Regions from separate parts of the Mus musculus genome. Here regions 1, 2, 3, 4, 5 and 7 are each linked to region 6. Evidence: chromatin contacts called from public Hi-C, promoter capture Hi-C and targeted proximity ligation data. All regions are on one chromosome and are shown on one strand. The core of a region is the stretch at or near the end of the contact, and the rest is flanking DNA. Distances in the headings are between cores, read along the strand shown.

The links. Promoter capture Hi-C pulls out the DNA fragments that hold promoters and counts their contacts. Hi-C and Micro-C count contacts between places; a contact is called where the count stands out from the background.
Region 1: a targeted proximity ligation map of bone marrow-derived macrophages shows a contact between it and region 6, with 2.9 times the contacts expected there. A contact is called at or near these places in 10 of 39 promoter capture datasets (the 3T3-L1 cell line, the C10 cell line, cranial neural crest and 4 more), 9 of 130 datasets of targeted methods (the 230-238 cell line, bone marrow-derived macrophages, embryonic stem cells and 3 more) and 1 of 9 other capture datasets (embryonic stem cells).
Region 2: a contact with region 6 is called in a Hi-C map of natural killer cells, with 9 times the contacts expected there. A contact is called at or near these places in 6 of 39 promoter capture datasets (the C10 cell line, the HPC-7 cell line, liver and 1 more), 1 of 484 Hi-C or Micro-C datasets (natural killer cells), 2 of 130 datasets of targeted methods (memory CD8 T cells and pro-B cells) and 2 of 9 other capture datasets (adipose tissue and liver).
Region 3: a targeted proximity ligation map of pancreatic cancer cells shows a contact between it and region 6. A contact is called at or near these places in 15 of 39 promoter capture datasets (the 3T3-L1 cell line, the C10 cell line, the HPC-7 cell line and 8 more), 1 of 484 Hi-C or Micro-C datasets (nephron progenitors), 9 of 130 datasets of targeted methods (the 230-238 cell line, bone marrow-derived macrophages, embryonic forebrain and 5 more) and 3 of 9 other capture datasets (adipose tissue, embryonic stem cells and pancreatic islet).
Region 4: a promoter capture Hi-C map of the HPC-7 cell line shows a contact between it and region 6. A contact is called at or near these places in 13 of 39 promoter capture datasets (3T3-L1-derived adipocytes, the C10 cell line, the HPC-7 cell line and 7 more), 2 of 484 Hi-C or Micro-C datasets (CD4 T cells and embryonic stem cells), 3 of 130 datasets of targeted methods (the 230-238 cell line and bone marrow-derived macrophages) and 1 of 9 other capture datasets (liver).
Region 5: a promoter capture Hi-C map of the 3T3-L1 cell line shows a contact between it and region 6, with 3 times the contacts expected there. A contact is called at or near these places in 4 of 39 promoter capture datasets (the 3T3-L1 cell line, liver, pre-B cells and 1 more), 1 of 484 Hi-C or Micro-C datasets (pancreatic cancer cells), 4 of 130 datasets of targeted methods (the 230-238 cell line, bone marrow-derived macrophages, large pre-B cells and 1 more) and 1 of 9 other capture datasets (pancreatic islet).
Region 7: a contact with region 6 is called in a targeted proximity ligation map of pancreatic cancer cells. A contact is called at or near these places in 3 of 39 promoter capture datasets (the C10 cell line, liver and pre-B cells), 3 of 130 datasets of targeted methods (effector CD8 T cells, memory CD8 T cells and pancreatic cancer cells) and 2 of 9 other capture datasets (adipose tissue and liver).

The regions. Positions count from the first base shown.
Region 1 is chr19:30,094,721-30,098,914 of GRCm38.p6, reverse strand. It overlaps Gldc (glycine decarboxylase), which reads left to right. Exons shown (of 25, transcript NM_138595.2): 25 at 1-474. Among named protein-coding and RNA genes, the nearest start is that of Uhrf2, 66 kb to the right of the region's middle.
Region 2 is chr19:29,322,491-29,326,658 of GRCm38.p6, reverse strand. It overlaps Insl6 (insulin-like 6), which reads left to right and starts at 1,341. Exons shown (of 2, transcript NM_013754.1): 1 at 1,341-1,614. The coding sequence starts at 1,344.
Region 3 is chr19:30,124,321-30,128,556 of GRCm38.p6, reverse strand. It overlaps Gldc (glycine decarboxylase), which reads left to right. Exons shown (of 25, transcript NM_138595.2): 16 at 3,760-3,835. Among named protein-coding and RNA genes, the nearest start is that of Gldc, 49 kb to the left of the region's middle.
Region 4 is chr19:30,048,325-30,052,452 of GRCm38.p6, reverse strand. The region is part of intron 2 of Uhrf2 (ubiquitin-like, containing PHD and RING finger domains 2); the gene reads right to left. Among named protein-coding and RNA genes, the nearest start is that of Uhrf2, 20 kb to the right of the region's middle.
Region 5 is chr19:30,144,105-30,148,401 of GRCm38.p6, reverse strand. It overlaps Gldc (glycine decarboxylase), which reads left to right. Exons shown (of 25, transcript NM_138595.2): 5 at 1,156-1,233; 6 at 2,637-2,784; 7 at 3,059-3,255. Among named protein-coding and RNA genes, the nearest start is that of Gldc, 29 kb to the left of the region's middle.
Region 6 is chr19:29,646,946-29,650,654 of GRCm38.p6, reverse strand. Ermp1 (endoplasmic reticulum metallopeptidase 1) reads left to right here and starts at 2,240. Exons shown (of 15, transcript NM_001081213.2): 1 at 2,240-2,619. The coding sequence starts at 2,300.
Region 7 is chr19:29,249,754-29,253,488 of GRCm38.p6, reverse strand. Jak2 (Janus kinase 2) reads right to left here and starts at 1,686. Exons shown (of 25, transcript NM_008413.4): 1 at 1,371-1,686; 2 at 970-1,052.

The sequences.
Region 1 (4,194 bases), core at 1,180-3,679, 450 kb before region 6:
GACAAGCAAGGATATTTCTTCTCCTTTACGTGGCTCACACATGAGTTTTATACGCTGTATATTTTTATAATCTTTCAAGGTAATGTAAGCACAATTAGCATGGTGAGTGGCGGCCACCTGCTGTACGGCAAGGCAGTGGCTGTTCGTGTTGCCTTGATTGGGAGCCATTTAGTTTGCCGGATAGAAAATGTGGGGTGCGCTAGCAATTTTAACATTTTAATTCAAGAAGTTTGCAGCAGTCAGAGCCTATGCTGGGAATTCAATAGACATTCTTTTTGTTCCAAATAAGTCCTCGTGGACTGTGCCCTCTGTGGGAAACCCCAGGGCAAATGTTTACATTTTATACACTGAAGAATTCTCCTCACTAATGTGCCTGATCTGTCACAGCATAAGTGTCCTCCTTTCACTGTGCGGACTTTTTTTTTTATCTGCTTTTATTAGTGTCCTAATAAAACTGAGTTTGAGTAATGCGAATTTCCCATTTGATTTTACACCCATGATACACACTCAGGACGCTGAAGGGTAGCGGGATCTCTCGGCCCAACAGCCACGTTTTCACGGACAGTCACCCTTGCTTTTGACTGGCTAAGGACAATCTGTACAGCCTACTTATTAGAGAAGGCCACTCTGGCGCTTTTTATCTTGGGCCATAGGTAACTTAACCTCAACTTACGGAAGATTAAGTAGCAGTTTCTTTGAAGCCCAGAGATAACAAGCCAAGGGGAGGGGCAGAATCCTTGAATGAACATGGAAGAAGTGGATCTTGTCCTAAGTAAACCTGCTACTGACAAGGACCAGTGCCTCCGACTCAAGGGAACAGGCAAAGCCTTACCCATGTCAAGGTGAGGAACCGGGCCGAGTCCTGATCCATGTGCAGATGTTGGTAGTGTGTATAGAAACTAGCAATCATAGCTCCCTCCGTCTGGATGAATGTAACCTGAGAATGTCCCTACACAGTCAGTCCCCCTATTGAGACAACCTAACTCCTTCTCATGCTGAACATAAATAACAAAGTCGCTGGAATTCCAGGATTTTATGTAGTTGGTGCCACTTCATCAGAACAAGCACGGCCCACCCGATCCTAGCATTTCTGTCTGTCCTTCCTTTCTTCATTCCCTTGTCACCTTAGTCAGGTTTCCAGGACCAAGCAATCCTTCACTTCTAGCTACAGGATGAAACGGTTATTAACCATAACAGGAAAAGGATGAGTTTGTGGTGGGTAGCTAGCTAGCCTGCCAGCCACAAGGAAGTTACCTCCATCACTTGCCATCTTCTCACCTGACAGTTCCTAAGAGTTGCTGTGAGGGAGGCTTTCACCTGCTTCCCTGCAGGTGGGTCACCCCAACAATTATACATTCACTAAGTTTCATGCTAGCTACTGGAACAGGTTTGTGTGCTCTTGTGAAATTCTCCACTATAGTCCACATACATAATTACACATAAAAAGCACCTAGACCGATTTCAACCTAACAATAGTACTGAAACAACGGGACCCCTGCTTTTCATTTCCTCCACTAATAGTTAATAGCTATTGAGCACTTCTTAGGTACTATGTGCCTGTCACAAAACATGCAGAGATTCTGGAGGTAACGTGTTTGGTAGGAATTTGCTCCAGGGCCTAACAGCCAAACAGGAGACCAGGCTACCATGGCAACAGCAAATCTGAAGAGCAGGAAACATCGGCCAGCATCTGAACACAGTGGTCCTTTCTCTGGAAGCACCATTGTGAGAAAAATGGAAGCCACAGCAGTGTTCTGTTTCACTAAAGTGCTTGCAGTGGTTGCTAAGGCTGCTTTCCCAGCTGGCCACCTCTATATGCCTTCAGGATGTAACGTAGGTAACTAACTGCTTGTCTTGGACTATTGCACCTCTTATGTTTAACGCCTGCTACGTTGGTCCTCTCCCACCTCTGGGTTTTGCTTGTAGGGATTTTCTACCTGGAGCACTACCCCTCACCCCGCAATCCCAACACTTTGCTTGGCTCCTGTTCTCTGGATTTCAGTGCCTCATAATGGTCTTCCTTGGATCCTTGAGAAATGGATAATTTTTTTTCTTTTGAAGATTATTACATGTAAATACAATATAGCTGTCTTCAGACACACCAGAAGAGGGCGTCAGATAGCATTACAGATGGTCGTGAGCCATCATGTGGTTGCTGGGATTTGATCTCAGGACCTTTGGAAGAACTGTCAGTGCTCTTAACCACTGAGCCATCTCTCCAGTCCCAGTGGGTGACTTTTTATCTTCGATCTTCTCACTGTTTGTTCCTTCCTTTTAAAAACCAAGTTTTGTTAATTATTCGGTGTTTTGTTTTCTCTGCCTCAGACTACGAACCCTGAGAACAATGATCACTGGATTTCCAGCAGAGAGTAAGGGTTTCCTATGCTGTGTTCAATTAGAGCATCACGTGACTAAAAGGGCCTGATCCTGAGTCATCAGCCTGCATGTGAGCTTGCAGTGTCTGCGCTGAACAGCTCTTTTTATGTGCAAAGCCACCCAGCCTTGAAGATAGCCCCTGGCTTCAAGTAGAATGTGCCCCTAATTAAAAACAGTTTTGCTTATTCTGGCCACACACATACCATAAAGTAGTCCTCCAGCTATCCTTGGCTGTACAATGGAGCTGCATTAAGTACAAAGCTGTGTAGAAGTGCCTTTAAGAAAGGCCTGTGCCTGTGTCCTATGCTCTGTGTCCCTCTCTCCTCCTGCCCCAGGCCCTTCCAGGAAGGCTCATCTGACTGGATACAAGGACTCTGGTTCATAATAGAAGCAATGAAATCCTTATGCCTTGGGAACACCCTTGACCCATTAAATGGCCCAGTGCCCTGCAGAGCTCCAAAAGGGTGACCTTTCAGTTTCCAAACTGCTCATTTCAGGTGGCTTTTACACCTAGAAAGGAACACGTTAGTTAATCCAGTACCTGACCAAGAAACTATATTGTCAGTGATCATATCATGCCACTCTTCTGGGTAGTTCCTTTTGTCTTTTTCTCCTCATCCTTTAGAGAACTTTCTGGAACGCTAGATTTTTCTTCCCTGGTGTGTCTTTTACCTGTTTATGTGATTTCCATTCAACTTCACTGAACCGACTGCTCCATCTCACCCTTTCTCTATCATTCCTCAAAATGGTTAACCTTGACTGAATCTGAAAGTCGGCTAGGAGACTTGTCTGTCCCTGGCAGGTCATGAAGGGCATTTCCAGGAAGGAGTACGGCAACACCTCCCTCCCATCGGCTGCCCACATGCAAAGCACGCAGCTCTCCTCTACCCACCTCTGTGCTTGCTTGTGACTCTTCTGCTCTGTGCTGATGGCTGCTGCTGCCCTCCAGCGCTTCTCTCAGCCTTCCAATGTGGACTGGAGACCAGGGGTTCTCTAGGAATCCTCTAGACTGTGGACAGAAGACTGAGACTGCAGAGGCATCCAGCAGCTACTGGGTTCTGGGCCTTTGTGGTATACAGTCACTGCTGGGACGACCTAGTCCTTCCCATCTAAGCAGATGTAATTCATCCCTTTTCATAATTCTGTCTGTCCCTCCCGAGGACCCTTAGTCCCTATTCAAGAGTGTCACAGCTGCTGTCACAGCTGTCAAGTTTGACCTTCAGAAACCTGTCTCCCAGAACCTCTCCCACTTCTTAAGGAGGGTGAGAAATCTCTATATAAGAATTAGATTTTTGTTCTCAAATCACCCAAAGGTTTGCTCAGAAAATGTGACAGGACGCAGGATCTAGTGCTAAACACTGGCAAAAGATTTCCTTAAAAGCTGTTTTATGTGATGCTATGATGGGCTTTGATACATAAACTGGTTACCCAGCCCTTTCCTTAACATCACTGTTCCTAAGGGGAATATTTGTTTGTTTTTTGTTGTTTTTTTTCAAGACAGGATTTCTCTGTGTAGCCCTGGCTGTCCTGGAACTCACTCTGTAGACCAGGCTGGCCTTGTACTCAGAAATCCGCCTGCCTCTGCCTCCCAAGTGCTGGGATTAAAGGCATGAGTCACCACTGCCTGGTGGGAATATTTGTACAAATCCATAAAACATTATTTCAACTCACTCCGCTAGTCAAAGAAGATGCCTTGTTTAAAACGAGCTTCTAAAATGCTCGCTGTTGGGCTGGGACTGTAGCTCAGCGTCACAGCCTTTATCTGACATTAATTGAGACCGTGGGTTCAATCGACAGCACCATTAAACAAAGCATGCA
Region 2 (4,168 bases), core at 92-2,591, 320 kb after region 6:
TAGTGTGTAGCAGTTAAGAATGCATTCCCAGGCAGTGGGATGCTTTCGCGGGTTAAGGCACTTGCTGCCAAGCCTGACAATGTGACAACGATCTTGGGGTCCCATATGGTGCATGGAGAGAACTGGATCCAACTTATACACACACATCAGCAGTAAATAAACATCATAATAATAATAATAATATAATAATAATAATGGTGATGATAATTTATTGTAAAAAAGAATGTGCTCATATAAATAAATTAAGGCAATTTTTACCGGGAACCGGATACTAAATGATGCTTTTATGTACATGTAGAATCTAGACTTAAAACTATGTATTTGTGTGTTTATATATGTGTATGCTTAAATGTTTGTGTTTGTAGGTCATGAAACTACAAAAGGGATTCCGAGAGGGATGAGTGCTTAAAGAAGGTAGGAGGCAATCAATTAATAGAGGACATGTAATTAAAAAAAAGCAAAAAGGGGAATTACTAAAGGCAGGAACTGGGAGAGGGTGGTTAAGGGAGGCGAGTAAGAGAGAGTGAAGTACAGTGCGATAGATGTGAGAAGACACCGCGATGGAATGAGTAATTTTTAAAAAGGGTTTATTTATTTTATTTGATATGTATGAGTGTTTGCTTGCATGTCTGTATATGCACCACGAGTATGACTGGTACTGAACCGGAGTTACAGACTACCATGTGCTGCTTTGTTGGTACAGGGAAGCGACCCCGGATCCTCGGCAAGAGCAAGTTCTCCTAACTGCCAAGACATCTCTCTAGTTCCAGTACCAATTTTTTAAAGTTAAAAAATATAATCCATGAAGGAGATAAGTTTCTCCGAAGGGAAGAAATGGCTCCTGTAAACACTAGGCAAAAAGAAGATCACATTCCAGGTGTGGGGGGGATGCTGCATCTCAGAGTCCTAGGTTCTCATATTTCATGAGGCAGTTTCTTGGAGCGCACGACAAGGAAAATGAATGAATAAAGTCAGAGAAAGAAGACATTTTAAAACTTGCATTTCTGAGGCCAAAAGAGCCTGTTAATTTCAACTTTGACGACAAGGAAAATGAATGAATAAAGTTAGGAAAAGAAGACATTTTAAAACTTGCATTTCTGAGGCCAAAAGAGCCTGTTAATTTCAACTTTCTGCAAGCCGGAAGTCCATGTAAGCCTGGAACACCCCGCACCTAACCAAAGTGTTCTGGAGAAGATTGCCTGCGAGGGAGGGCAACCCGAGGGCGGTGCGGAGAGGGGCGTGGCTGGGGGCGTGGTGGGTGGCGAAGGCGGGGCGGGGCGGGGCGGGGCGGGGGCGGGGCGACGGCCGTTGCAGCGCGCCCGGCCCTGTGGCGGAGCCCAGGGATGAAGCAGCTGTGCTGTTCTTGTCTGTTGTGGCTTGGACTCCTACTGACTCCTTTCTCCAGGGAAGAGGAAGAGGAATCCAGACCCAGGAAGCTGTGCGGCAGGCACCTGCTGATAGAAGTTATAAAACTCTGTGGCCAAAGTGACTGGAGCCGGTTCGAGATGGAGGAGCAAAGTCCTATGACACAGTTCTTTCCCCACTACTCACGCAAGGGCAAAGCCTTCAACCCTCACCCTTCTTCCTCCGCCTGGAGAAGATTCACAAACCCAGGTAAAACTCTGAAGGGAAGGCTTGGTAGCTTATCAGTGTGCAAACTCCTCTTTTCTTATCCTTGACTTTGCTCTGCCAGTGAATTTCTGTAGGAAATAGAATTTGTACCTAGTGTACGTGTGAATACAGTTTTAAAAACCATACAGACTTATATGAAGTTCACTTTAGACTTAGAAGAAATAATTTGTTCAGAGTAGGCCTTATTAAAAAGATGGCCTTAGGTTTCATGTATACCCCAAATTCCGTGTGTTATAAGCTTAATCTCCAGGGCAGCGTTAGGAAGTGAAGTGAGGGAATTAAATTTTCTTGAAACGGAGTCAGGCCATTATCACAGAAGTGGATTGTCCTGAGTGAATCTGTTGCAAGATCACTTCATCCTCCTTTTCCGGCACCTCCGCTATGGGATGATGCTACAGGAAAAGTCCTTGGACCCTGGAGCATCTTCAAATCACGAGTCAAATAAATTCTTGCTCATTTGAAATTAACCACTGTCGGGGGCATTGTCAGAAGATAGATATAGGTGATGAGGAACTAGTCACATAGATAGGATGGGATGGGATTGGGGGCGTTTATTTAGAGGAAAAGTTTATTTAGGGGAAAGACACTGCTGTCTGAATTATACGGGGAAGAGCGAGGAGGTCAGGATGTGCTGAACAGGAGGGGAAAAGAAGCAACAGCGTAGGGCAGTAAGGTTCGTCCAGAAGGGCTGAGAGAGGGAGAGCAAAGCCAACGGAGCAATTCATGTGAAGTGAAAACTTAATAAAGGGCACAGGGAAGGACAAGGGCGGATGAGATGAGTCTCGGCATGGATAGCTCATCGATGCAGATAGGTAGATTGTAGTATGGGGACAGATGAAGCTTCTCTGTGGTTTGCAGCAGCACTGAAGGTGAACTAGCGTGCTGAATTGCATAGAGATCTCGTGGTCTTGACCTACCCTTGCCATTCTGATATTAGCCTTTCTCCTATGTTGTAAAATGTGTTTGTAGATTCCCTTAACTAATTTTATAGTTTTTTTCAAAGCAGTGTTTGTAAGTGAAGCAACTTATCAGAACTTTAAAAAAAAATCAATGTTCTTACTTGACTTGGAAATAAGGAATTAATGAGAGTCATAAAATGAAGTGGAACTGCTTGTAAACTACTTTCCTTTGCAACTAGGTGGAATTCACCCCTAAAACCATCTATGTGTGACTAGTTTTGCTTTCGATCTCTTTGTCATCGATGTGCGTAGCTTTCATATATCTGTGTCTGTCAAGATTTTCATAGGAATTCATTTCTGTTTGATTTCAAATGTTACAGAATTAATAACCATGTATTACCTAGACTATTTCCTCTTTTCTTACTGCATTTTGCTCCCTTTAATCTTTGCTTTTTTTGTTTAGTTATAACTCTGTCTTACTCACTGTAATAGCAGAAAAGGACGGGAAGCCACGCCCTCCAGCTTCAGGGGACAGAGCGAGCCTGGCAAAACCTCACACTGCAAGTGGGGGTTGGAAAGAAAGACCCAGTGATAGATTCAGAAAGGCCAAGAATCCACGCAGACTCTGACCTCCTCTATTTCCCTTCTTTCCCTTTTCTTCCTCCTCCTCGTCCCTCTCCTTCTTTTTGCCCATTTGTATTTGTGTTCCTTTATTCTATGACAAGCCTCATGCAATCTTTTCAGTCTTGAAACTCACTCTTTCTCCTCTTCCTCCTCCCCTCCTTCTTCCACCTTCTCTCTCTCTCTTTCTCCTCCACCACCTCGTCTTCCTCCTCTGTCTCTGCTTTCTCCTCCTCTTCCTCCTCCTCCTCCTCCTCCTCCTTCTCTTCTAATTTCAAACTACAGAAATGTGACTGAGCCAATTAGTTTCCCCACACACCATGGATTATCCTCCCCCATAAAGATTTCCTTCTTTGAGCTTACAGTGGGGTTACAGGATGCAGAGTGCAGCTCACAGAGCTGAATCTCTGGTTAAAGCCTTGGCGGGGGGGGGGGGGGATTCTCCTCCTAGGCAGTATTAAATGTGACCACAGTAGACATCCACAATGTCTCTGGATAATTACATCCAGGAGTTATTTCAGCTTCTATCATCCAGTAATATCATCCAATAATGCTGAGTTAGACAATGTAACAATAACTCTGCACTTGGAGCACAATGCCACTGCATACTTCTTTACATTTCGTTAAAGAACAAAGTGCTTCTATTAACCACCTAGTTATAACATACACATAGAAGACAGACTGATCGGAAATAATCAAAGGCAGACACTGTAAACAAACAAACTGAACACGGGGTTTAATGGTTATTTCAACAATGGTGACATATGAAGGTCATGAGAAGATGTTCAGAATCACCACAGGACCCAGCAATTCCACTCCTAGGCTTATACCCAAAGGACTGAAAACACCAACACATAAAAATGTGGGTGTGAATAGCCAGGGCAAGTGCCATTCATAATAGCCAAGAGGTGAAGACCACCAAAGTGATAGATGGATGAGTGAGGTGCATTGTGGGAAAGCCACACCCTGGGAAGTTATTTAGCCATGAAAGGAATAAAGGGGGAACATATATGATT
Region 3 (4,236 bases), core at 1,452-3,951, 480 kb before region 6:
CCAGTAGTTTCCCCATATTCTGAGGTGAACAGTGAAATGCACAGCCAAGCGCTCCTTCCTCTGAGTGATGGTGAGGCAGTTCACTCCACTGCTCACCCAGTGGGTCTGCGGCCCACTGTCCCTCGGCATCTCCTTGCAGGCCACCATGCAGCCCTGCACATGTCCCCTCCACAGCAATACTTTTCTGCCGGTCCCCAGCTGGTTTATACAGATAAGCATTTTTTTCATAATCCTTTTCCACCAACAGGTGGCACCAATAACCTTATTTAATGATCTCTCCAAAGTAAGCTTTACAGGGCATCCAAACATTTTTAGTGTTTAGAAAAAGAACAGTTGATATTAAGAGATCTAAGGCAGAAACTAGGCAGCATTTCCCACCTTTCCTGTACTGGTCTCCTGTTGGATTGCTGGCGCTTCTGTCCAAAAAGCACCTTCTTAAACACACACACACACACACACACACACACACACACAAAACGACAACAGCAACAACAATAAAAACCAATTTATTTGTTCATTTGTGTGTGAGAGAGTGTATGTGTGTGGATACATGTGCCATGTGATTTGTGTGAGACAAGTCATGGGAGTCACTCTTTCCTTCCTTCATGTGAGCCCCAGGGATCAAACTCAAGTCGTCATGATTGGCAGCAAGCCCTGCTTTAACCCCTGGCCCCTCCCACCATTCCCAGTGTCTTTCAATGTCCATCCATACCTGCCATAAGGCAAGGTGAGTGGCTGGTATGAGAACAAGTTAGGGGCAAATATAAAATATCTACACCATCTTCCCACCTTACCTCCCTCCAACTCCTTTCACACCCTCTTGCTCTCTCTTCCAATTCATGGCCTGTTTTTTCTTTCATTGTTACACACACACACACACACACACACACACACACACACACACGATCCGATGAGTCCATTGGTGTTACTTGAGTAAGACTTTAAGGCTGCCACTTTGTTGGATAACTAACAAGGGGGTTCATCCCTAGCGAAGGCTACTTACCCGTTCTTTGCCAAGGGGTGGAGCCTCATGAAATTCCCCTCTACCCTGTTAGCATGGCTATTGGTGTCGCCCTTGTTCATCTCATGTTTAGATAGCCATATGGTTGAAGTGTCACGGATGTGGCTTCCCCGTTATTTTTCGGAGACACGGTCTCACAGGAGTTTTGTTTCTGCCTATGTCTTCTTCATTGTTCCCAAATGTTAGGTTAGGAATTGTATTGTAGATGTCTTCACTAGGGCCAGGCACCCCGAGATCATTTATTCTCTGCATTTTGACAAGTTATGGTTGTCTTCAATGGCCTCCATCTGCACAAAGAGGAGTTTCTTTGTTAAGAGATGAAGGCTACGCGTATCTGGGTTGTAAGAATGCAGTTAGGAATTTTGCTTGGGTTTTGGTAACGTGATTTATAATGGGTTCTCCAAGATCCTTGATCTTACTATTCGTGTGTGGTTGGCTAGGTTTCCAGTATCTGGCTTGATTTGCTTCTGTTGGGCAGGCTGAAGTCCAATTAGACAGCTGTTGATTATTGTGGTGGTTTGAATATGCTTGGCCCAGGGAGTGGCACTATTAGGAAGTGTGGCCTGTTGGAAGAAGTCTATCACTGGGGGCAGGCTTTGAGACCCTCCTCCTAGCTGCTTGGGAGATAGTCATTTCCTGGTTACCTTTAGATCAAGATGTAGAACTCTTAGCTCCTCGCAGCACATCTGCCTGCATGCTGCCATGCTTTTTGCCATGATGATAATGGGCTCAACCTCTAAACCTGTAAGCCATCCCAAATTAAATGTTGTCCTTTATAAAAGTTGCCTGGCTCATGGCGTCTCTTCACAGCAGTGGAAACCCTAACTAAGACAGTTATCTTCAGGAATAGGAGTGTCACTACACATTTTTTAAAGTCCCTTACTACAAGGGGGAAGAAAGGCTTGTGTGTGAATTGTCAGGGGTGAAGGATAGAATTCAATTCCCAGCAAATCTCCTAAGCATTTCTTTCCCAGCCACTTCATAAAGCTACAGTTCCTTAGGTCCCTGGTGGGGAATGCACAGAACCCCGAGTCTAGCTTGTTGAGATAAGGCAGGCACATAGCATGAACATTGCAGTAACTTTTAATGTACAGTAGATGCACGGGCTGATCTTGGATCACATGAACACGTAAGGTAAAATACAATAAGGTTCTTAAAATTGGTGTGTGTGTGTGTGTGTGTGTGTGTGTGTGTGTGTGTGTCCGTCCGTGTGCGCGCCCACCCAAGGAAGTCAGAAGAAGGCATCAGGTTCTCATGACTGGTGTTTCAGGCAGTTCTGAGATGCTCAGCACGGGTTCTGGGATCTTAACCATCCTCTGAAAAGAGCTGAAATGCCCTTGACGGCTGAACTCTTCTAGCACCTGCAATAAGAGTTTTGCTGGAGGAAGGTCACTCATTCACCAGTCAGTGTTTATTATATCCTCTTTTTTTTTTTTTTTTTTTTTAAATTTGTGGACAAGAACCTTGCTTTTGGGAATAGCCAGCCTCTTTGGGGCCTACTTAGTGAAAACAAGTCAGTCACATTAGGAGCTGAAGGTACTAGCTCAGCACAAGGACCTGTGTGGAAAACTCCGGGATGAGAATTGGCTTGATATGGTTCAGGGATGGCCTGGACAGCTGGAGGGTGGTAGATGACAGCCATAGGACGGAGCTAGGGTCACCTGACTAAGTCGGCTTTGGGAGGGCTCATAGAGTTGGCCTTGTTGGTTGGGATGATTCAGTCTTGGTGTGGATTTCCTCACCATTCAGAACATCTGCATGGTTTTTAATTCCCCCATTTAATAGATGACAGAGCAGCAGGGGACCACGTAATGAGAGGTGATAGTGATTTTCAACGTACGGCGTTCATTTCCTTGTTCTTGAAATAAATAAAAGGCGTTAAGTGTGCTGGCACTTTTGGCTTCAGCTGTAAAATGAGAGATAAAAATGAGTGAGTGTAGCGTGGAGAACAAGGCTCTGTGAAGGAGGCAGAGAGGCAGAGAGCCCTGATACCTCTCACTTCCCCTTCCCTGCTTCATGGAGAACAAGAACTCTGACCCATTTGCAGTTGTCTCAGCTTTGCTCACAGGAGCATTAGTCATTAAGCACGCTCTCAAAGTGGTGCCTGCAAGATAATGGCAGGCTTCTAGCAGCCACACATTCAAAGGGCAGGAACAATGTGTGATAGGAATGGAAAGTTTCCATGGCGATAGTGTGGCCTTTGCATGACTCAATATTTGATGGTATCGGAAAAAGCTTATTTTTCTAGGCGTGATCATTAGGCTGCAGTCACATTTTTAAGATTTCTTTCCTCTGAAAAAGACTCGTTGGTTTGAGCTGATAAAACATGAGCCTGGTGATGGTTTCACAATTGCTTAGTTCAGCATAGAGGGGTTTGTTGAGTGCTGGGTGTGTTTAGGAATGAGACTTGCCACAAACTGATCCTAATATCTTCTTATAATTTCTAATTTCCCCCTTGTAAAAACCCAGACAATGGGTTCCTTATTATTCCCACAATTTTTTTTAAAGCCAGTCAAATTCCCCCTAGTAAGACCAGGTTGATTCTAAGGTCCTGAGCTGATAAGCATGGCTCACCTTTAGTTGGTGCCAACCTGTTAATCTTCTTTCTATAAAGATGCCATATGATAGGAACCTGGACCATGGCTGCCTAATGTGTAATCAGTGTCTGCTAAATCCTAAATGAACACGGGGAAAGCTTGGAGCCCACAAGCCTGACTCTTCTCTTCTTGTCTTTGCAGCGGAGCGCAGGGGGAGTACGCCGGACTGGCCACCATCAGAGCGTACTTAGACCAGAAAGGAGAGAGACACAGAACAGTGAGTGAGCATGGGCAGGTGGTGCTCGATCCCTGGGGGAGGTTGAAGGCTCGGATCTCGGAGTCCCTTCTGTTCTGTGGGACCTACCTTTCCAGCCTTGGTGGAAGTAGACAGGGAGACATATAATCAAGAAACCCTTTTCTGCCACGTGATCATCAAAGACATCCCACGTAATCACGGTGACAGAAAACGTTCAGAAATAAAAGGCTTTTGTGCAAACCCAGCATATGGAGTAGTCAGTGGGCCATGAAAGTGCTCTCTAGGGAGAAGGAGGCAGGAACCTTATTGCTGCCATTGCCACCCTCCTCATTAGCTCCGCCCTAGCCCTGGGCCTAAGATTAAGCAATTTTGAGCCTAAGCATAGTCTAGGCCATATGTAAGATACCACTGAATAACTACGT
Region 4 (4,128 bases), core at 398-2,897, 400 kb before region 6:
AATCCCAGCACTCTGGAAGCTCAGGCTAGAGAATCACAAGTTCATAGCCAGCCTAGGCTATACAGGAGACCACAGCAGTCTGTCTCAAAAACAAAGTTTTTAAAAAAAAAATCCCTACACAAATATAAACTCTACTATGGATCTGTAAGCAGTTAAAATGAAATGCTGAAATTTGCAAAAAGCTCGCATGTAAGGCTACTATTTAGAATAACCTAAAAGTTCATTAAAAGTAAGGATTGTCATTTGAGTATGTAAATCTAAAACTCAAGTTTTATTATCCTATTGTTTTACTAGCATACCACTTACAAATACTGCAAACAAAAAGGTGGCTGGTGGTGCTTTTAAACTCTAATACATTGTAAAATATATAGATATGTAGTGATAATTGTCAAATTTTGGTTTCTTTAAAAAACACAGAAATATTATAAGAGTTTGCTTTCATTTTATTCCCAAGTGTGGAATATGGGGCTGCTTCAGATTGTCCAGAGCAGCTGACTATGATTTGCCTCATGCTCCAGCAGGGGCCTGCTTTTGCCAGCTGCAGATGCATTTCTGCAGTTCTTTGATATCAGGAATTCTGGGGACTTCTCAGAGGGATATAAAGCTAGGGCACTGGGGTTATTGGTTGCTGTTAAGTAGTCTTATGCAAAGAAGAAACAAGAAGAAATTGGATATCCTAACAGCAAAGATCAAACTTGCTTTAAGGAACTCAATGCCCCTAATTAGCAGGAAGTAGTCTATCGATAACATCCTACTCTTTCTGACTGCTGACTTTATACAGGGATATCTTTGCTTTCCCTCTATACTTTTTTCTCTCTTATCTGGTGTCAGGAGGTTGAAAGCGTGGAAAAAGGGTGAAAAAAAGAATATCCCACAAAGTAGTAAAGTCCGGCTACAAAAACATGCTAAGGAAACATTTAAACAGGTTGAACTGCATGGAAGAAATGAAACTCTTTTGTAGAGCCTGGGTTTTGATGGCAGCTCAGAACAAAAACTACTAAACCATAAAATTAATATAAAAACAGGATACTGTGGTAGTCCCCTTCTAAGTAACTTAGGAGGAATTAACAGAAAGAGTTAGTCAGAAGAGTGGACATCTGGTAGCATGTTCCTATAAACACAGCCCAAGAGAGGCTAAGATAGAACAATCCTAAGAGTTGATCAGTCAGTTTAATAGTAAGACCCTGTTTCAAAACAGTCAATGTGAAGATACAGCATGACAAAAAGATAATGTATCTGGAAGTGTTCAAATTATAGAGACCCACAAGATTCTAATTTATACAATTAAAATGCAAAAAGGAGATGCTAATGTTATTTAAAGAAAAATTCAATTCACACAGCAAAGCAATGGAAGGCGGAAGAGCTAGGCGCTGCTGACGCGTGCCTTTAGTTCCAGCACAGAGGCAGGGGATTTCTGAGCTTGAAGTCAGCTTGGTCTATGTAGTAAGGTCCAAAATAGCCAGGGATACACAGAGAAACACAAAACAAACACACAAACTAAAAGAGGCAGACGAAATGAGGGGAAAGCATAGCTCAAGAGCCTTTACTCTGTCTTCCCTAGGAAGGCAAAGCAGGCCAGGCCAGGCCAGGCCAGGGCAAACAATCTAAGATTAGCTAATATGAATGTGTCACAGTGGGCCCCAGGCTACTGGGAAGGTCTCTAGTTGTCTGACAGAACATCCTTGCCATGATCAGTAGAATACTGTTTTAGTGTGTGAGACAGAGATAAGAGATGTGACTAGGGTATGGACTCAGAATTGCCCTGCTGTATATTAAAGACATACTCTCTGACAGAGTATTATTTCTAGGAATTCACAAAACAAAGTAAGGAATTCACTAGTCTTAAGAAAGGCAATCTCGTCTCTCCCAGAAAGCAAGGTTTCTTTACGGGTGTCAAAATATCAAAGAATATATATACTTCATATATTTTAAAAAACATGTAAATTTGTATATAAAAATAAGCAGCATGGTTTGGGGCTAGATTTTGTGATGAAGTAGATAAGTCACATGAACCTGTGATTAAATCTGACCTTAATTTTTATTTAAAAACAAACTAGCTATATGCACAAGTATAGTAGTGCACACCTGTAATCTGATGAGGTTTTAAAAAGGCATACATGTTTATTTGCACCTTTCAAGACAAAGACTTAAAAGGCTTAATTAAAACAAACAAAAAACCTTACTGTTTTTGTTCATCTAACCAAAGCTGGTGTGAGTATGTACGTTAATAAAAGGATAAGGATCACAAATAAACTGTCTTTTGAAAGGAAATACACAAAGGCCACATGTAAACTTGGCATGATTGTGGTGCATGCGTATAAAACAAATACTCTCAATACTGAGGTACAAAATGTGCAAGGCACCTTGGTTACACATTGAGTTTTTGTCTCAAAAAGTAGAAAATAAGCAAGCACAAAAGCATACATACACACACATATATGTACATATACACACACTCGCACACACATATAAAATCTTCACATACAGAAAAGGTCATACACTTTAGAAAGGTACAAAACCGAAGCATAAGAAGCAAGGTAACTGAAGCTTAGATAATATCCAATAGCAATACTAGGAGGACTGCTGCTCATCCAGCATGCTCTGGACCTGTCTCTGCAGTACTAGGTACTGTACATATGGCCTCACATATGCTAGGCAACTACTGACTTCTCAACTACAAAATTAACTTATTTTTTTTAACTGTTTATTTTAAGACAAGACCTCACTCTGTGCCTAGGCCCTGAACTTCCAATTTCCCAGCCTCAGTCAGCCCTGAGTACCTGAGATTACAGACTGGAACGACCAGTCCTCTCTGCTTTCCTTTCTTCATCTTTGAGGGTAAGGGAGAGAACACCACTCACTACGTTGTCCAGGCTGCCTGAAACCTGTGATGGAAAGTTCAGCTTGGCCTTGAACTTGCATTCCTCCTGCCTTTGCCTCCCAAGTAGATCGGATCATCAAACATGTTTCTAAACATGTCCTTTGTTCTGTGGAAAACACAGCTCTGTGGATAATTCAGTATTCGAACTTTTCAAATGTATAACCTTAAACAAATATCTTGTCCCAGCCTCGTATTTTTACGGTTTCAAAACACACCTACCAATACAATTGAGTAAATCCAATTCAGTAAGCATGTAATGTGACAAACCGAAAACTGTCTTTTTTCATTAAGCATCAGCATAGCTAATGCTGACTCGTTTAACACAGGGATCTTATTTTCCATCGTTTGCTTAGTAAATATTAGCAGGTTTTGATTGTATAATCATTTCCTTTAGTAATTATTAATACAAAATCATTTCCATTTTTCCAAAAAAGTGAAGACGTGAAATATATCTGTCCTCAAAAGACATACAGTAAAGGACTGGGGAGATGACTTGGTGAGCCAGCATGAGGACCTGAGCTTAATTATCAAGAACCCACATAAAAGCTGGTCACAGTAGCACAGTCTGTAATGCCAGTGCTCCTAAGGTAACAGGGGAAACAGACAGGAGAATTCCTAGAATCTTGTGAGCCAGTCAGCCTGACTGGACAACAGCAAACCATAAAAAGACTGTCTCAAACAAGACAGAAAGGAAGTTGTCCTCTGGCCTCCACACATGCACACATGTGCCATGGCACCTGCACACAGCTACATGAATATATACGTACACACATACCTGCCACCCTATATAACACAAAAAACACATATAGCTAAAATGAAGAGTGAAACTCAGAACATGGCTTTCTCCAACTCTAAACATGACTCATTTTATTTTGTATTTCATTGTAAATATAAATTTTAAAAATACAATATGCTTTTATTTACATAAAACTCATAAACAGCTAAATTAGGATTACATAAATAGATTAGATGTCAGTAAGTTGTTAAAAATTGTATAAAGATGGCCAACCAATGACTGGCCCAACTTGAGACCCATCCCATGGTCAGAACCAATCCCTGTCACATTAATGATACTCTGTTAGGCTCACAGATAGGAGTGTAGCACAACTGTCCTCTGAGAGGCTCCACACAACAGCCAATAGAAACAGATGCAGAGACCCACAGCCAAACACTAGACACAGCTTGGGAAGTGTTTTGAAAGAGTTGAGAGAAGTTCTGAAGGACCTGAAGGGGATAGGGACTCCACA
Region 5 (4,297 bases), core at 157-2,656, 500 kb before region 6:
ATGGCCTGGATTCAATGTATAGCTGAGGATTACCCTGACCTTCAGATATTCTTTATATATATTATATACTTTATTTTATATATACATATATATATATACACACACACACACACACACACACATATATATATATATATATATATATATATATATATTCCAGGTGTTGAGGTTGCAGACTTATCGTGCTGAGATTCAAATGCAGGCTCTGTTACATGCTAGGCAAGCACTCTCTCAGCTAAGACACAGCCCTGGCCCCTGTGTAGCTTTCACCTCACACTCACAGAAGTGGAGGTGTTTTTTCTTTGCTTATTTGATTGTTTGGGCCAAGGGTTTCCTACCTGCTCTGCAGGGTTGGCCTTGGGCTGCCTTGTGGTGATGAGCTGCTCTCCCTCAGGAAAAGCTTCCTTCCTCCTTTCTCCTTATGTCTCCATGTAAATTAGAGTTCAAGCGTGTGTGTGTGTGTGTGTGTGTGTGTGTGTGTGTGTGTGTGTGTGGTGTATGGGTGGTGTGGGTGTGTGTGTGATGTGTGTGATGTGTGTGAGGTGTGTATGTGTGTGTGATGTGTGTGATGTGTGTATGCGTGTGTGTACGCACACATGTATGCCATAATATCCATGTAGAGGCTGGAAGGTCTGGGGGGAGTCATTCTCCAACTTCGTTGAGGCAGGGTCTGTCTTGTTTCTGCCCACCTGAGACTCTAAGCTAAAATACCTCTGACAACAAGATATATTACTTTACGAGACGTTTTTTGAAGTGGTTTCAATTTCCCTTTATACCTAATATCTGTCCTTTTCTTTTTATCATAGTGTAGATGTCCTAAAACTGAATTGGTTTTTGTTACATTGTGTTTGTTGGAACAGGCTTGAATTTCCCTGGATTGCTGTCAGGAACTGAGTCACCAATCGCTCATTTCTCTTTAGAGTATGCTTAGAGTTTCCCTCACTGCTTTTGGTATTGGAGAAGTGGCTCAGTTGGTAGAGAACTTGACCAGGTTGAACACCATCACTAGCTACACTAGCCATAAAGGCTTGCACTCTGCACTGTGGAGGCGGAGGCAGGAGGATCAGAAGTTCAATAGAGTTGGAGGCCAAACCAGAATACCAGAGAAGGGGAAAAAAAATCTTCAAGTTTAAATGTGCTTTTTCTTTTCAACAGACACAACAAGAGGAAGAAATTTTTCGTTGATCCTCGTTGTCACCCACAGACGATAGCTGTTGTCCAGACTCGAGCCAAGTAATTGATTTAAATTGTGTTTTGAGCCACGGGTAATATCATATCATCTCTACCTTGTCTCTCTTTCCCACTTCCAGTCTGATTGGAAGTGAGCTGGCTTTAGACTGGATTTGGTGAGTTTGCTTTCCCCAGCTAACTTTCTCCCATGGATGCTCTGCCAAGTCCCTCGTCAGTACTGAGGGGCAAACACATGCTGAGTTCATTTGCCTTTGTGATTTCGTAAGTCCCCATGCTGTTCTGTCATCTCGTGATAAAATTTAAAATACTAAAATCAGCTTGAGGCAGGAGGATTTCAAGTCTGTGGCCAGATGAGCCACATGGTCCCAAAGTAGAGATTAGGGCTATGGCTCAGCAGTAGGACACTAGCTAGCCTCGGCTGAGGCCCTGGTTTCAATCCCTAGTACCGAGAAAAAAAATGGAAAAGGGTCAGAGGGCCAACAAAAGATGAAATAAAGTAACTGCAGCAATGTTTTGGAAAGTTGGGAAAGCAGAGCTCACTCAAACATGCCTGCCATGGCCATGGTTTCCGGTGTGCTTCATGCAGATGCAGTTGCTAAGGAAACCACACCACAACTAAGGACCACTTTGATTAGTCCTATGTGCCTTTGCATCGTTTAGTCCTGTAAGCAACTGAAACATCCCCGGCCCAGCCATTACTGCATCCTCTTTCTGCTTTGGCAACACAGGGCGTTTTTCTGCTCCACACTGTCCTTCGGAAGGGGTTGGAGTTGTAGTTAGAGGGTTTTAAGAATCTAAGGAAGTCCTTGTTGCCATTTGGACAGGTTTCATTTACCTTAAGCTGAGCCGGGGTGTCCCGGAGATGCCTCTGTGGTAAGGGCTGGATCTTTAGCTCTAGGGGGTGATGCTCCTGCCAGGAGTAGGTTCTCACAGAGAGTTAGGGAGAGGGGAGTGGGAAGGACAGAAGAAAGAGACTGAAGAGTGAAGCATGCATGTGAGTTGGCCTGGAGCCCTGTTAAACTTTGATGAGCCAGGTATGAGGTGAGGTGTGACTGGGAGTGAGGCCAGAAGCACACCTAGGGAAAGAACAGAAAATGAATACAGTCTCCCTGGGGACAAGCTGCTGCTGATTGCATTTTTTTGGGCCAGGCATGATGGCTTAAGAGATGGGTCAGCAGCCTGACAACATGAGTTTTATCATCACAAGCCATGATGAAAAGAGAGACCTCACTTATCTTCTAACCCCTACACACGTACCTTGGCACATGAGTATCTGCGCTAATGAACATGTCACACGTGCGCACGCACACACACACACACACACACACACACACACACACACACACACACACACACACACACACACAGAGACACACACAGACACACGGGCATGCATGCACTCACACACCATAATAAAAAGGACCAATTTTCCCTTGTACTTTCAGATATAGGGGGGTGCTTGTCGAGCTGAAGTTACCCCACGAAATGGATTTCAGTGGCAAAGACGTCTGTGGGGTGCTGTTCCAGTACCCAGACACTGAGGGGAAGGTGGAGGACTTCACAGAACTTGTAGACAGAGCCCATCAGACTGGGGTAGGTAAGCCCCCTGCTGAGGTTCAGGACGCTGTGTCCCAGTTCCCATATCTGTCTGTCTTTTATCACATGGAATGGTGACATCTTCTTCCCCTACTCCTTCCTCTTTGTTACTGTCACTCACTGATCCCTGGTAAATATTCTTCCATATGAATGCATAATCAAATGGAGTTCCCAGCAATGCCCCTCCCAGCCAGCCTGTTTGTAGTGGAGACAACTCCTGCACAGTCAGGATAAGGTGATAACCTTGACCTCTTCTCCATTTCCTCCCCAGAGCCTGACCTGCTGTGCTACTGACCTTTTAGCTCTGTGTATTTTGAGGCCACCTGGAGAGTTTGGAGTGGACATTGCCCTGGGCAACTCCCAGAGATTTGGAGTGCCACTGGGCTATGGGGGACCGCATGCGGCCTTCTTTGCTGTCAAAGAAAACCTGGTGAGGATGATGCCTGGAAGGATGGTGGGGGTGACAAGGTAAAGCTTCACGCCCCCTTACTGTCATCACGACCTTCCCTGTTCCTTTTCTCTCCTTCATTTTGTGTATGTGCGTGTGTGTACACCATATGTGCCTAGAAACCCAAGGAAACCAGAACAGGGCATTGGATTCCCCAAAGCTGGAGCTCCAGGCAGTTCCGAGCTGCCCAGCGTGGGTGCTAGGGAATGAATTCAGGTCCTCTAGGGGAGCAACAAGTGCTCAGCTGAGCCCCTCCCCTCCCCTGTTCATGTTCTCTGATCTCTCTCTAAATTTAATTGGTCCACGTCAAGTAGACGGAAAAACAAGTTAAGAAGAGGGAATCTATCTGGGTTATGTACTGTACGCCATTATTCAGACAACATGAAAAGGTGTGTGTATCCTTTGGAAGGTATTAGTGGAGTCGTGTACAGGCAATAGCTTGATAGATGTCTGGAGAGACCGGCCTATTTTAAGTGCATTGTGCCTACCCAGCTTCTTTTTAAAATATCACATCGTGGAAGGAAGAACTCACTTTTGTGTTAAAAGCAAAGGTTTAGTGTGGCCCAGTAGGGTTCTGGAGGTTCCGAGGGTTTCTCTGTGTAGCCCTGGCTGGCTGTCCTGTCTACTCACTCTGTAGACCAGGCTGGCCTCAAACTCAGAGATCCGCCTGCCTCTGCCTCTCAAAAGCTGGGATTAAAAGCATGAGTCACCACTGCCCAGGTGACTGGTGCTTCTTAAGTAAAGAATTTAGAGGAATTCCAGGTTATATATATATATGTATATATATATATATATATACACACACACACACACACACACACAAACGTATATGCTGTATATATATATTATAGCCTGTATATATCTATATAATTTGTATATCAATATGTTTACATATGTATATATAGTTTTGGGGTCTATGATAAATATATACACATAGTTTATGTAGATATATATACAGATTATGATAAATATATGTATACATGTGTATATGTGTATATATATGTATGTGTGTGTGTGTAAACACACACAGTTTATACATCTATATATGTATCCATGTATACA
Region 6 (3,709 bases), core at 991-3,490:
GTAATGAAGGGAAGGAACAAGTGTTTTGGGTGATCCAAACAGTATATGAGAAGACACTGTGAAGGGAAGATGGTGGACCAGAAGTCTTTAAGAGAGGCCAGAGTGGCTGATGGAGCATCCTGCATCTGATGTGTCTGAGAAGTAGGCAGGGTGTCGTATGTCTGACACAGACACTCAGTCAAAACCCTGAAGTGTGTTTTCTCAGTGGGTCTCTAGGTTAATGCCTTCGAGCATTTCAGCCATTACATCCATAGGCCACAGAACCTTGAATCTAAGAGGCTCATGGAAGCAAGCAGAAACAAGACTGGTCAGTTGCTAGCATGGCTACTACAACCAATGACCAACTTCTTGCCACTCACTGTGATAGTGAAGGAAGACTAAGGGTTTTTATTATTTATTTTGAAGATATTTAAACATTTTTATTTGTATTATTGTGTGTTACTTATGGCTTACTTATTGCTGTGATGAAACACCATAGCCAAACTAACTCGGGGAGGAAAGGATTGATTCGGCTTCTGCTTCCACATCACAGTTCTTCATCAAAGGAAGTCAGGACCAGGACTCAAACAGGACAAGAACCTGGAAGCAGGAGCTGGTGCAGAGGTCATGGAAAGGGGTGTGGGGGGAAAGGGGTGTGTGTGGGGGGTGTTGCTTACTGGTTTGCTCTTCAGAACTTGCTCAACCTGCTATCTTATAGAACCCAGAACAACCTGCTCAGGGATGTCCCCACCCACAAAGGGCTGGGCCCTCCCCTATCAATCACTAACCAGGAAGGTGTCCTACAGCTAGATCTTATGTTATCACTTTCTCAATTGAGGTTCCTTCCTTTCAGATAACTCTAGCTTGTGTGTCAAGTTGATAGAAGACTAGCCAGCACAATTGTGTTTATATGATGTGTTTGCAAGTGTGTTTGTATGAATTGTGTGTTTGTATTTGAACACTCGTGTGTGCTTAGGTCAGTAGACACCTTGTGGGAGCTGGTGTTCTCCTTCCACCATGGGCCTAGTAGGGAAATGAAAGGTTGTCAGGCCTTGGGGGAAATCAGGGATGGACACATTTATCTTCTGATCCATCTTGTTAGTTCAAGAATATCTCTTCGGGAGCTAGAGAAAGTACCCAAGGAGCTGAAGGGGTCTGCAACCCTATAGAAGGATCAACAATATGAACTAACCAGTACACCCCAGAACTGTGTCTTTAGTTGCAGATGTAGCAGAGGATGGCCTAGTTGGCCATCATTGGGAGGAGAGGCCGTTGGTCTTGCAAAGATCATATGCCCCAGTACAGGGGAATGTCAGGGCCACGAAGCAGGAGTGAGTGGGTTGTGGAACAGGGCAGGAGGAGGGTATAGGGGACTTTCGGGATAGCATTTGAAATGTAAATGAGGAAAATATCTAATAAAAAATGAAATATCTAATAAAAAAGAATATTTCTTCGGAACCTTTGTTTTTAGAGTGCCCTGTGTGTCCGCGGAACAGAGCAGAAGGCTGTCTTGGGATCCCATTTGTCCTTCATTTGCTGTCTTTATGTTCTTCAATATTAAATAGGAATGAAAATATTTTCTTTTCAAAGTCTGTACTTAGCACACTGCTTGACTCAGCAGCTATTCATTAAATTATAGGTATTGTTATCTGTTAAATGAAAACAGCACTAGCCCTGGTAATTGGGGTTCTGTGTCTCCCTACTTCCTTCCCTGCCTCCTCTAGCTGCTCACCTTTGTAGCCCTGGTTGGCCTGGAACTCTCTACGTAGACCAGGCAGGCCTCTAATTTGTGTAAATCCTGAGTGCTGGGATTACAAATGCTTTTTTTTTTTTTTCCAAAAAAATTTTTTTTAAAAGACAGGATCTTTGTTATGTATTCCACTCTAGGCACAAAATAGGGATCCTCCTGTGGCCATCCTTCCTAGTGCCAGGATTACACCTTTGTCCAGTCCTGGTTGTGAAGTCTTACTTATTGATTTGGTAGGCAGAATCCTCCTTTTCCCAGTATTCATCAGCCCAGCGCAGGATAAATGCCTCGTGTATTCTGTTAAAGCGGCCTTGCACTTCTCTCTTGCTTAGGGCTGCTCATTTCTAGGTTTATGGGTGTTTTTCCCTTTGACAGTCTGCTGGCACCAGGCTGGGTGTCAGCCTGTGCCACCAAAGATCTCAGACTCAGGCACCAGGGAACAGCGAGGCGGACCAGCCAATCAGAAGAAATTTGGCCCTCTGCAGTTTCCGTCCGCTCACTAGGAGGCGCTGCGGAGGCCGCGGTGGCCCGGACTGTCGCAGGCTGGGGCGGTTGGTGGTGGCAGTTGCCGCCATGGAGTGGAGCTCGGAGTCAGCGGCTGTGCGGCGGCACCGCGGCACCGCGGAGCGTCGGGAGGGAGAGGCGGCCGCGTCGCACCGGCAGAGAGAGGCCTCAGCGCAGGAGGATGCGAAGGGCGTCGGGAGGATGTGGGGGAAGACGGAGAACGGCGGCGGGAGCCGGGTTGCGAAGACCGCGCTGTCCGAGGCGCGCACGGCGCTGGCGCTCGCACTCTACCTGCTCGCGCTGCGGGCGCTCGTGCAGCTCTCGCTGCAGCGGCTGGTGCTGAGCCGGACCTCGGGGCTCCAGGGCGAGTTCGACGCGCGCCAAGCCAGGTACGGCCGATCGGCCCGGCCGCGAGTCCTCTGCGGCCCCGGGGTGGGGGAGCGCCTGGTGGGTGAGTCCCGCGCGGGTGAGCCCGGCGCCACTGTGCCCCAGGCGGAGGAGGCCGGCGCTGCTGTATGCAGAGTCCCGGGGTCCTTGGGCGCACCTCGGTGGGAAGTGGGATGATCCTGCGCGTCCTCCGGGGGTCTGAATTGCGGGTACTCCGGGCTTCCTCGGCTCCCTCTTTCGCTTTCTTGGGGTGGCCAGATCGATTGAGTCTGCTTTCTCATCCACTCTCTTCCTCCTGCAGATGATTGGTTGTTCACACGCTTCATCATTCTCCTCTCTTTCTCGAGCAACTTCCACTTTTTACTTTGGTTAGTTCTCTGCATTTAAAATGAGATGGAGAGTGAGGTTTTTGTGCCAGGGCTGCATTACCAAGTCTTTCTGGGATGGTGTGGGAGAGGAGTAATGTAGTGCGTGCTAACCTTTCTAAGCACCACAGCCCTCATATCTGAAAGCTGTGGAAGGAGACTCAGAGTACATCCAGACAGAATTATGCCTGTAATTTCTGAAGGTCGCAGATGGTCTATGGCTCTTCTGTACTACGGATTGTATAGGGTTCAACATTTTTTATTTTATTTTATTTTTTATTTTTTTTAAATATTTATTTATTTATTATATGTAAGTACACTGCAGCTGTCTTCAGACACACCAGTCAGATCTCCTTAAGGATGGTTGTGAGCCACCATGTGGTTGCTGGGACTTGAACTCAGGACCTTCAGAAGAGCAGTCGGGTGCTCTTACCCACTGAGCCATCTCACCAGCCCCATTTTTTATTTTTTTTATTCTATTTATTTACTTGTTTATTTTTCGAGATAAGGTTTCTCTGTGTAGCCCTGGCTGGAACTCCCTCTGTAGACCAGGCTGGCCTCTAACTCACAGAAATCCTTCTGCCTTTATCTCCCAGGTGCTGGGATTAAAGACCTGCGCCTCCACTGCTGGCCAAGGGTTCAATTTTTTTTTAAATGACCTCAGGTGTATTTGAAAATATGAATTCTTTGATTCTGTAACTTGCATCTTAAATCAGATGAGTCCTTA
Region 7 (3,735 bases), core at 437-2,936, 400 kb after region 6:
GGGTGGTGGTTTTAATCCCAGCATTTGGAAGGCAGAGGCAGGGGAAATCTCTGAGTTGGAGGCTAGCCTGGTCTACAGAGCAAGTTCCACAATACTCCACAAAAGCCAAAATAAACATAAGTGCTTATCTAGCCTCCACACACTGCAGCTCTCCTGTACAGGTAAATGCTCATGCCTGTAGCACCGCTCAGTACTCTCAGGATAAGTCCTGGGCACATCCAGTCTGCAGACGTCCCACACTCAAGCCAGCTCACATACAACCAAATGATCTTAATAGCTGGAACCGTAAACAGTAAACAGGTAAAGGATATAGAGAAAGAGGACCAGAAATTGATGATTCATTTTCAAATCCGCTGGGAACTATATGAGAATATTTGCAGTAAGCCAACAACTCACTCATACAAACCTATTATGAAACCAAAAGCAACCTCCGGCTTCTTTATTCCCACTTCTGTTTCCCTTCTCCGCATTTCTCCTCCTCTCTGTGACACACTCAGCGGCTCGGTCCTTTCATTCAGGGAAAAGGAGTTTCCCCTGATAGACTAGTAACCACCGGAAAGCAATCAACCAACAAAGCAAGCAGGTGAATACAGGAAGCATTCAATGTGGCAGCAGAAACCCAGCAAAAACAACCAATTTGTTCCCTCAACAGGTTATTTCAATTCCTTGAAAATTAAGACTGGGGAGAAAGGGGGAGAAAGAGACGACTTATTGTTTTCCTCTGCAAGACCACACTGTAAAACCAACAAAGACCGCTTCTTTAAGGATCCAAGAGACACAATAAATACCACCCAATTACTCTCCCACAGCAACAGGAAAAGTTCAACACTGCCATTTTCGCAGTAAGCAACAATTAGTCCTGCCGTTGTACACAAGCATCCAGCCTTCTTAGCAGGCACTGGCTCGCAGATCTCAGACACCCTTGTCTTTAACTGCAGCACCCAGGCAGCCCCGAGCGCTAACACCCACCTTCGCGGGAGGGAAAAAAAGGGCCTCTTCTTCTGGGGAGGGAAAACAGTTCACATCTTGTTCCCGTCGCCTGCTTCAGGAACCTAAAAACAGAAGCAGCAAGTCACTAACTCAAAAACCCAGGGCCAATAGATGCTCTCTTTTTTTTTTTCTGCGCTGTTTAGATGACTAGAAAAATGTACAGAAGAATAAGAAAGAGGGGGGGTCGGGTTCTAAGGCACAAGGGGATGCATGCATTTATCAACAGCTAGCCACTCCTTCCTAGGCTGTCGGAAACCCGCAGGTTTTCTAGCTTTGAAGTTCCCTGCCAGTAGCAGGGGGCTAAGGGGAAAGCAGGAGGCGGGATCGCAGGGAGAACCGCTGCCCCCCGCCCCCATCCAGCAGCCAGGGACTGCACCCACCGGCGACACGGGTCGGGCCACACAGGAGCGCCCCGAGGCGCGCAGGATCCGCTCCTCCGAGACGCGTCGGGCGGGCCGAGGTCTAGGGAGCCCCCGGGCCGGGCGCAGGGTCGAGCGGCCGCCAGGCTGGGCCCTCGGGGGCCCTCCCGCGCGGGCTTGGCCCGCACTCACATCCCGCAGCGGCGGACCCGGCAGCCGCCTGCAGCCCTCGCCGGGACGGACGGGCGCCTCCGGAGCCGGGGCCGCGGCCGAGGCGCCGACGCCGCGCGAGCTCGCCCAGAGCGGGGGCCCGCCCAGCCTGTCAGCGCGGCGGGAGGCCGGCGGTGGCCGCTGCTGCCCCCTTTCTGCTCTGCCTCAGCTTCCTGCAGCCCACGCCACGCCCACCGCGCGCCGAGCCCGTCTCCGCCCTCCAGGGGCCGCACGCCGCCTCCGCTCGGCCCCGCGACGCCGGCTCAGCTGCCCTGCTCGGCGGGCTCCGGCGCGGTGCAGCTTCGGGAAAGCGGCCCCGAGCGGCGGAGCGGGGCGTGGGCAAGCCGGCGGGGGTTGGCGGGGGGGCGGAGGCCGGCACGCCCCACTGCGCCTGCGCCGCCCGCGGGGCCGCTCTGCGGGGCTGGGCCGGGACGGGGGAGGCGGCCGCGGGCTCCGGGGAAGCGGAGGCGCGCGTGGAGATTCCCGGGGCAGCCCCCGGGCGAGAGCGCGCGAGGAGGAGGAGGAGCGGGGCGGGTGCGGGTTGGCGCAGCGTGCTTGCGGCCTCGGCTCGCGGAGGAGACGGCTGGGAATGAGTCAGCCCGGCCGGGAAGGCCCCGCTGCGTCCGAGCTGATAGGATTGGCGGCCGCTGCCTCCGCGGAGACTTTCCCCTTCCTGCTTTCGTTTCCACAGGCGGCTCCCTGCCCTAAGCGCTCGGCCCAGGGGACGTGGCACCGTGGACCGGGCGCTGAGACCCAAGTACCTGACTTCAGTTAACCACCACTTCTGCGAAGGGACCGCTTGGAAGAAGAAACGACGTATAGGGTCCCAAAGAGCCACGTTCATTCATTCAAGAATTTGTTCCCTGCTAGGCAAGGGCTCCCAGGAGAGGAGACGAAGGCAGCACCCATTCTGCATGTGCTATTCTCATAGAAGCCAGAAAAGAGGCTTTAAATCTGCACTGCTCTTTGTGTGTGATTGCCAGTAACGGGTACACACACACACACAAAGGTGAGTGGAGATGTTATTTTGAGATGACCAGAAAAGACCTCTTAGAGTGGCATTTGAGCAGAAATGTGAAGGATGAGAACGATCCAGTCCTGGAACTATCTGGTTTCAAGAAAGAAGCTAACAATGAAAAGGATTCTGAAAAGGGAATGTGTTTTAAGGACCAAGAAAGAACCCTCAATGGAAGACAGTAAAAGGAAAGGGGCTAAATAAGAAGACAAAGAAATAACTGGGGTCATTCTGTATAGGGCTTCTTATTTTTTCTCTTAGCCCCAGGTTTGTCAACCGAAATGAAGCATTCACAACACCCACGTCCCCTTATATACGTGACGGATGCTGTTATTCAGATCTTACATCTATTGTTTTTTTTGTTTTTTCCTTTATTTTTGAGTCTGTGAGCCTGGAACTCACAGAAATCCTCCTACCTGCCTGGGGAATGCCGAGATCAAAGGTGTGGGCCACTACACAATGCATGGTTTCTTTTAAGTAAATGTCACCAAAGCTAAAGATAAGGTGGGCAAGAAAAAAATAGATGATTAACAGTAAGCTTATAGGATTTAAGTCCTTTGTCAACCCACACAGGAAAACTGAGTAACTTGTTCATTCTCATTTACAGTGAAAATCATTCTCGGTGAGGTAAGAGTGAGCCAATGATAGTCTTGAATGTTGATCTCTCTTCACTCTGTAGTAGAATGCTTTCCAGCACTAGATGCGATTCCTAGTAGAGGCATAAGCTAGAGATTTGTTCCACCTGTTAATCTTTTCACAGAGTTCCTGCATTCTCTAATAAAGATAAGGGAGAGTTCTGAGGAATCGGACAAAATCTTTTATGACCTTCAGAAACTCTGCACAAACAAGTATGGGGTGGAAGATAAGACATTTAGATTTAGGACGTTTAGCATGGCCAGACTGGAAAAATAAAAGTCAATAGCTAGTTGTCTGCTGTGGCACTGGGTGTAGAGACAGGAGGCAAGATTCTGTCCTTTCTCTGTGGTAGCAGAGCTGCCTTCCATAGGCAAACAGTAACAAGACTGTATCGCTGTGTGAGATCAGCCCTTGTGTTCTATATCTTTGTATAGTTCTTAGGCTGTTGTGCTATAAAGCCAGCCATAAGTGATACCACACTCAGGAGGCTGGGGCAAGAAGGTTCTGAGTTCCAGGCCAGCTTGG